Linked DNA regions of Mus musculus: region 1 is linked to region 2. Evidence: chromatin contacts called from public promoter capture Hi-C data. All regions are on one chromosome and are shown on one strand. Each heading gives the region's core, a stretch centred on a gene start, on an enhancer-like site or on the middle of the called end of the contact. The rest is flanking DNA. Distances are from core to core; before and after follow the strand shown.

Region 1 (3,384 bases), core at 552-3,051, 790 kb before region 2:
AAGCTTCTTTCTTTATATAAGCTTGTCCTTTATATAAGCCTATATAAAGCTTATATAAGCCACACCATGAGAAGGTGTGGCCCAGATTTAAAGGTGGGTCTTCCAACTTCAAATGATTTGGTCAAGAAAAATGCCGTACAGGTATGCCCAGGTGCTTGGATTTTTAGTTAATTCCAGATGCAGTCAGGTTGACAACCAAGAGTAGGCATCCCACCTATCATCCCAAATTCAGGATAGTTCAGCTATCCTCCCAGTCCCAAAGGCTGTACAAATTGCTCTTAGCAATTGTACAGTAAATTCTATATGTATAAATACATATGTAACAATCCTTACCTCCTAGATCAAAACAAAAAGAATTCCTAGTACTCCAGCAGGTCTCATGTCCCTCCACTCCTAGTCCAGGTTCATTAAAGGTAGTTATTCCTCTCACTTTAGATTTACTATTGTTGATTTTCAGAATTTTAAGTGGAAACATATATTATTTTGTGAGTAGCCTATTTGTTCAGTGTTTTGTATCTTAATGTTTTCTTGTTACTGTATATTATTACAGTGTATAACTAATGCAGTTTATTCAGTTTATAGTTGATAAACATTTATGTCTCTTGTGTTTGGGTGGAATGAATGACATTGTTACTTTTTTTTGTTTGTTTGTTTGTTTTTGAGACAGGGTCTCTCTGTATAGCCCTGGCTGTCCTGGAACTCACTTTGTAGACCAGGCTGGCCTCAATCTGCCTGCCTCTGTCTCCCAAGTGCTGGGATTAAAGGCATGCATTGTTACAATCTTGAACTTGTCTCTTTGTAAGCATCAAACTTTGTCAAAATATATAGTACCAAATTTGTATATTAAATTTAAACAAATTTACACTTACATAGTGTTTCCTTTGTTTCTCTTTTGTTTTTAATGTCTATGCTTCTTTTTCTTTTTCATGTAGTTAAGGCTAGCCTCAAGCTTCATTCATACTTAGGACTGGCTTTGAACTCCATATTGTCCTTTCTTTTCTTTCTTTTTCACAAGTGCTGGAGTTACAGGCATGTATCACTCTCCCCTAACTTTTTTTGTAGTTTTGAGACAGAGCCTTCCTTACACTGCAGCACTAGATGACCTTAAACTCACACCCTGAGTGCTGGGGTTGCACATGGATATCACTGCCTGCTGCTTAATTCATTTTTGTTTTCTGAGGTTTTGTCACCTCTGTTTGTAGCTGAGGATGACCTTAACTTCCATTCTTCCTGTTCCCACCTCCAGAGGACTGAGATTACAGGCATGCCTCAACCACACCCAATTTATGTGGTGCTGAGAATTGAACCCAAAGCCTCAGGAATAGGTAGCCATTCTATCAGCTGAGCTACATCCTCAACCTTTAATTTCTTTCTCTTTACTTCTGAGGTAGAGTATCGCTGTGAATCTAAGGTTTCTTTGAATTCCTTGTATTTGCAACCAGAGTGACTATTCACTGGACATTCTTTTTTAAAGCATGTAAAGTCATTGTTTTATTTGACAGGTAGGTCTAAAAGTAGAACAGATCAATTGATCATTGAGTTTCAGTCTTAATGGCTCCTAGGTTTAAAAGCATTAGAAGCAAAAAATTGTTTTCAAATTCTAATGGAGGAATCTAGGGCAAAGATGCCATGGAAGAGCTGGTCTTTATTTAGTATTTTGTTGTTGTTTTTTTGTTAAGAGTAGAAGAAAACCTGTGATTATTTTGCTCAGTCCTTTTTAAAAGTGTTTTTACACACTTTCCCAGAATCTGTTTGGCTGTCAGAAACATACAGGTTTATGATCTGCAAGCACAGTAGCTAGCTGATTTAGTTCTATTTGCTGGTAGGTCAAAGGGCACTTGCAGCTTTCTGATTGATTTATTTGATACTGAAGGTTAAAAATTGTTGCAATGTATTTCTTACCAAACCAGGACATATGTTTATTAAAGTATATTCTATTTTCACCCTCTGTAAGAAAAATATAATGTTAAGCATAGAAATTAAGCTACTTAAGGTCTTTCCCAGCTCCTAACCTTTTTCATGATCTCTGCAAAGGCTGTTTTATGTTGCTGTTTTTGAAGAAGAAAAAATTAACAGCAGATAATTCATTTGTCAAACATTAAGTAAGTGTTGATTATCAGTAGTGATTCATTATGAATTTATTTTATTTTATTTTTGTTTTTGACACAGGATCTTAACTCAGTAGTTGTGGCTGGAACTCCCTCTGCAGCCCCAACTGGTCTGGAACTCAAAAACATTCCTGTTTTAGCTTCCCAAGAGCTGGTATTATAGGTGTAAAGCACCATGCCCAGCTTCTACAGTGACTAAAGTGTGTGTGTGTATGTGTGTGAAAACAATGTTGTGGAGTCTGGTTTCTCCTTATAGCTTTATGTGGATTCTAGGGATTGAACCCAGATCACCAAGTTGTCTTGGCAAATAAATGCCTTTCTCTACCTGCTGAGCCATCTTGCTGGCCTTTAATTTTATCTTTTTCCTTTTAATAGTATTTAATGTTCACAGAAACCCTGTGCAAAGGCAGTAGCTTTTTTTTTTTTTTTTTTTTGGTTTCTTGGTTTCTTGGTTACAGGGTTTCTCTGTATAACCCTGGCTGTCCTGGAACTCACTCTGTAGACCAGGCTGTCCTGGAACTCAGAAATCTGCCTGCCTCTGCATGCCTGGCCTTTTATTTTTCTTTTAAAAAATTTTTATGGTGACTCACCTGATAAATAAACAAACACACAAATAATAATTTATTTTGTTTTTATTTAAAGGGGGATGATTTTGGTATATAACTCCAGCTGGCCTGTAACTTGCTATGTAGACCAGGCTGGCCTCAAAACTCACAGAGATCTACCTGCTTCTGCCTCCTGAGTGCTGGATTAAAAGTGTGTGCTGTCACACCCGGCTCACTAAATGGATTTTTAAATCAGAAAAGTACCCTTGCCAGAAATTTACCTGTTCTTTGAGTCTATTTATCCAGAATGGGAGTAGGGGAGGAGATTTTCCAGTTTGTATTTTATTTTAATGTATTTTTTTTCTTAGCTGTGTGCTTTAGTAAAAAAAGGTGAAAGCATGATTCACATCCAAATACTAAAATGAACATACTAAAAACGTTTGGCCATAATAGGGAAACTTGTCACTTATAATTAATTTAAAAGAGAAATCCAAAAATTATATACATTTCTATAGCAGAGATATTGAAAATGAGCCAGCCCAGTGTAGTAGCACGCACCTGTAATCCCAGCAATTGGGAGGTTGATGGAACAGGATTTCTGTGAGTTTGAGCCCAGCCTGGACTTCATATTAAGTAACAGGTCAGTCAAGAAACACATAATCGTAAGTCTGTCTCAAAACAAAGGAAAACAAAAAAACTAAGAAAAGAAAATGTGCAAGTGGAGGTGAGAC
Region 2 (3,034 bases), core at 139-2,638:
TGGTGAGGAAAGGCAGGCCAGGGCTTCAGTCTTCTGTCTATAGGGTGTGGGTGCCTTCTTTCTTATCAGAAGTCCAGGCCAGCCTCCCAGTATTGATAAAGAGTTAGTTCCCTGTCTCTCCTCCCTTTCAACCCCTTAACCCCTCTTCCTTCTTTTCTGATGCAGCTATTGGCTCCCTCTGCGGAGCTGAGCATTCCATCTCTGTCCTGACAATGGTGACTCCCTCTGGACCCTTCCTCTCCCCTGCCTTGCAGAAGCCACCCGTGCCCTGGGTTCTGAGCAGGGAAGTATCAGGCAGGCCATCTCAGGGGACCCACCTGTCTACTGTTTGGGCAACTATCAGGGTATCCTCCCCTTTTTCTTTGAGATCTTCACCGAATAAACAAAGATTGGGCTCTAGGGAGCCCCTGTGTCCCGGAACAATGTACAGATTGTGAGTCTGGACTTTGGAAGTGACATCTCCCTGTGTGGGGCTTCTGTGTCCCTGCCGAGGAGTTATCCAAGCTGGTTGCTGGGCTCAGGGGAGTGTCCCTCGTGTCTTTCTTACTCATCCAAATCAACTCCTCAGCTGTAATAAGGTTAAATGACAGAAGCCCACTGATCACTCAAACGGGTCCTTAGACTTTCAGTACAGAGCAGGTGACAAGCATGCTCAGATTCGGGAGTGTCCATCAAGACTCACACACAAGTGTCAAGGGGGATAGAATACCAGGGTCACAGCACCACACCCCCTAAGTCCTCTTAGACTCTGTTGCCAGAAGTCAGGGAGATGCCCCAGGTGTCAAAATGCACTCAGCAACCGCCATAGGACGGGGTGATTCTCCTCCGGCCCATCTCCTGCCTTGCAGAAGTTCTTCATGGCCCCTGCTCTGGACTCTCGGGTCAGGGAAGTGTCTGGCAGGCAGTCCCCAAGGGACACCCGTGCCTGCTGTTTTGGCAGCTGTTAGCAATTAAAGATGTGCCTGATGAAGGATGGAGACACCACTGCACCCTGCTGGGCTGTCCCAGCGGAGCAGCGGTAAGGTGAAGGTTACCGCAGGCTGAGGGGATTCAGGGCACTCCCATCCTGCCCCCTACACTACCGGGCTGTACTCCCTAGAGCTCTCGCTAGCACCCCACCGCCTGTTGATCTTACCTCTGGATGCAGCCAGGAAAATAGCAAGGAGCAGGGTTCCCCAGCGCGGGCTGCTGGCCTCTGGGACCGCGGGGACACCCATGTCGCCGTCGAGCCGGGCAAGAGCAGAAAGAGACTGCTGGAGTGCGCTTGGAGCAAGCGGGACTCCAGGAGCCCAGGGAGCCGGCTGTACACGCCGCTCGCTCGCTAGAGTGAATGCTGAGCCCAAGGCGAGGCAGGCGGCCGAGCAAGCTCCCCGCCCAGCAGCGCCCCCGAGGGGCGGCGGGCGGTACGGCGTCTCCAGAGCCCAGGGATGGGGGTGGGGAAGGGCTGGAGTTGCTGATAGAAGTGGCAAGTGTCCAACCAGCCACTTCCCCCTGTAAGTCCCGGTGCTTTTTAGAGATCGTGAGGGCCGTGCATACTAAAGTGTGGACCCTAGTCTAACCCAGCTTGCCTTGCGGTTCTCCTAGTCTGGAGGCAGGACTTTGGCTCCCTGTTCTCCAGCAGCCCAGGGTAGATGGGTGGGCGGGTAGGTGGATAAGTAAGGGAAATCTACGATGACTTTAGCAAGTGGGAGGGAGTTTGGCTCATTCTGCGCTTGTGTGCCCTGCAGCTGATACACCTGGTACAGTTATGTCCACCGGCTAACACACCTGAAACACGCGCAGGGCATGCACAAGCCCAGAACTTCCCAACCTCAGGACACGCTCCTGCATCTGTTGGTGTGCCCCATGGAACCTTCTCAGCCTCTTTCCCCCAGGGCTTTATCTATGGCTGGGCTGTTATTCATAGGCTCCCTTGATTCTGTCTTGCTGGTAGTTTGTTTTCAACATACTTGTGTGGAGTTTTGTTTCTGTGGGGTTTGTATTGTTTTGTTTGGGCGGAGTTTTGTTTGTGGTTTTTGAGGGGTTAGCTTTCTGAGACAGGATGCTGCCTTGTAGCTCAGGCTGCCCTCAAGACTCTTCTACCTCGCCTAATGCATGCTGGGATTGCAGGGATGCACCACCATGGCCCCTCTACAAACTCACTCCCATGCTGTCCTCCGGGCCCTCATAGGTATCTACACTCATCCTTGTACTTGCGATCACTTAGAGCTTGCTCCACTCTGTTCTTTCCTGGCCTGACCTTGGAGCCCCCTCCCCAACCCCTCCTGTCAGTGCTTCCTTCAGCCACAAGACCAGATCTGAGCTAGGAACCAGTAAATTCCTTACCTGAGTTCCCCTGCCCTACTGAGTTTTGAGGACCATGGCCTCCCACCGGTGTGTGTGTGTGTGTGTGTGTGTGTGTGTGTTTTGTATATATATATATATATATATATATATATATATATATATATATATATATACACATGAGAACACCAATGAGAACACCAGAAGATATATGTGTGTGTATACACACATTGTGTGTGTACTCATGTGTGTACACGTGTACATGTGTGTATGCATGAGAACCCTAGATTTTATAGATATAGATATAGTGTGTGTATGCTCATGTGTTTACGTGTGTACATTTATCTATGCATGAGAACATATATATATATGTTTACATATATACATATGTGTGTATACTGTGTGTGTGCTCATGTGTGTACATGTGTGTGTGTGTGTGTGTGTGTGTGTGTGTGTGTTTATGTGTGTTCCATCATCTCAGACTAGCCTTGACCTTCCTGTGTAACGGGAATAGTCTTGAACCTCTAATTCTTCTACCTCTGCCTACTGAGTGCTGGGATTATAGTGGATACCACCATACCCAGCTTCCCCAGTGTTGAGTCAGACATGGGGACTCAGACATTCTAGGCAAGTACTCTGCCAGCTGAGGGGTACCCCCTCCCCAGTGATTCTCTTCTTCACTCTGTTTCAGTGCTGGGCATTGATCCAGGGCCTCAGGGATGCGAGGCAAGTGCACTGCCACTAAACTGCA

Evidence for each region. Promoter capture Hi-C pulls out the DNA fragments that hold promoters and counts their contacts.
Region 1: a promoter capture Hi-C map of liver shows a contact between it and region 2, with 3 times the contacts expected there. The contact joins the enhancer-like site here to the promoter of Vsir in region 2. A contact is called at or near these places in 12 of 39 promoter capture datasets (the C10 cell line, embryonic stem cells, erythroid cells and 7 more), 2 of 484 Hi-C or Micro-C datasets (B cells and embryonic stem cells), 8 of 115 datasets of contacts at active chromatin or transcription factors (the SCID.adh cell line, astrocytes, bone marrow-derived macrophages and 5 more) and 3 of 9 other capture datasets (adipose tissue, embryonic stem cells and liver).

The regions. Positions count from the first base shown.
Region 1 is chr10:61,137,903-61,141,286 of GRCm38.p6, reverse strand. All of the region lies in intron 2 of Sgpl1 (sphingosine phosphate lyase 1), which reads left to right. Among named protein-coding and RNA genes, the nearest start is that of Sgpl1, 8.1 kb to the left of the region's middle. Within about 2 kb of position 1,801, at least 2 of the 459 cell types and tissues checked have an H3K27ac peak or open chromatin away from gene starts, as enhancers often do. A contact at or near this core is called in liver, where this site is marked.
Region 2 is chr10:60,345,205-60,348,238 of GRCm38.p6, reverse strand. It overlaps Vsir (V-set immunoregulatory receptor), which reads right to left and starts at 1,388. Exons shown (of 7, transcript NM_028732.4): 1 at 1,136-1,388. The coding sequence starts at 1,217. The region is part of intron 39 of Cdh23 (cadherin 23 (otocadherin)); the gene reads left to right.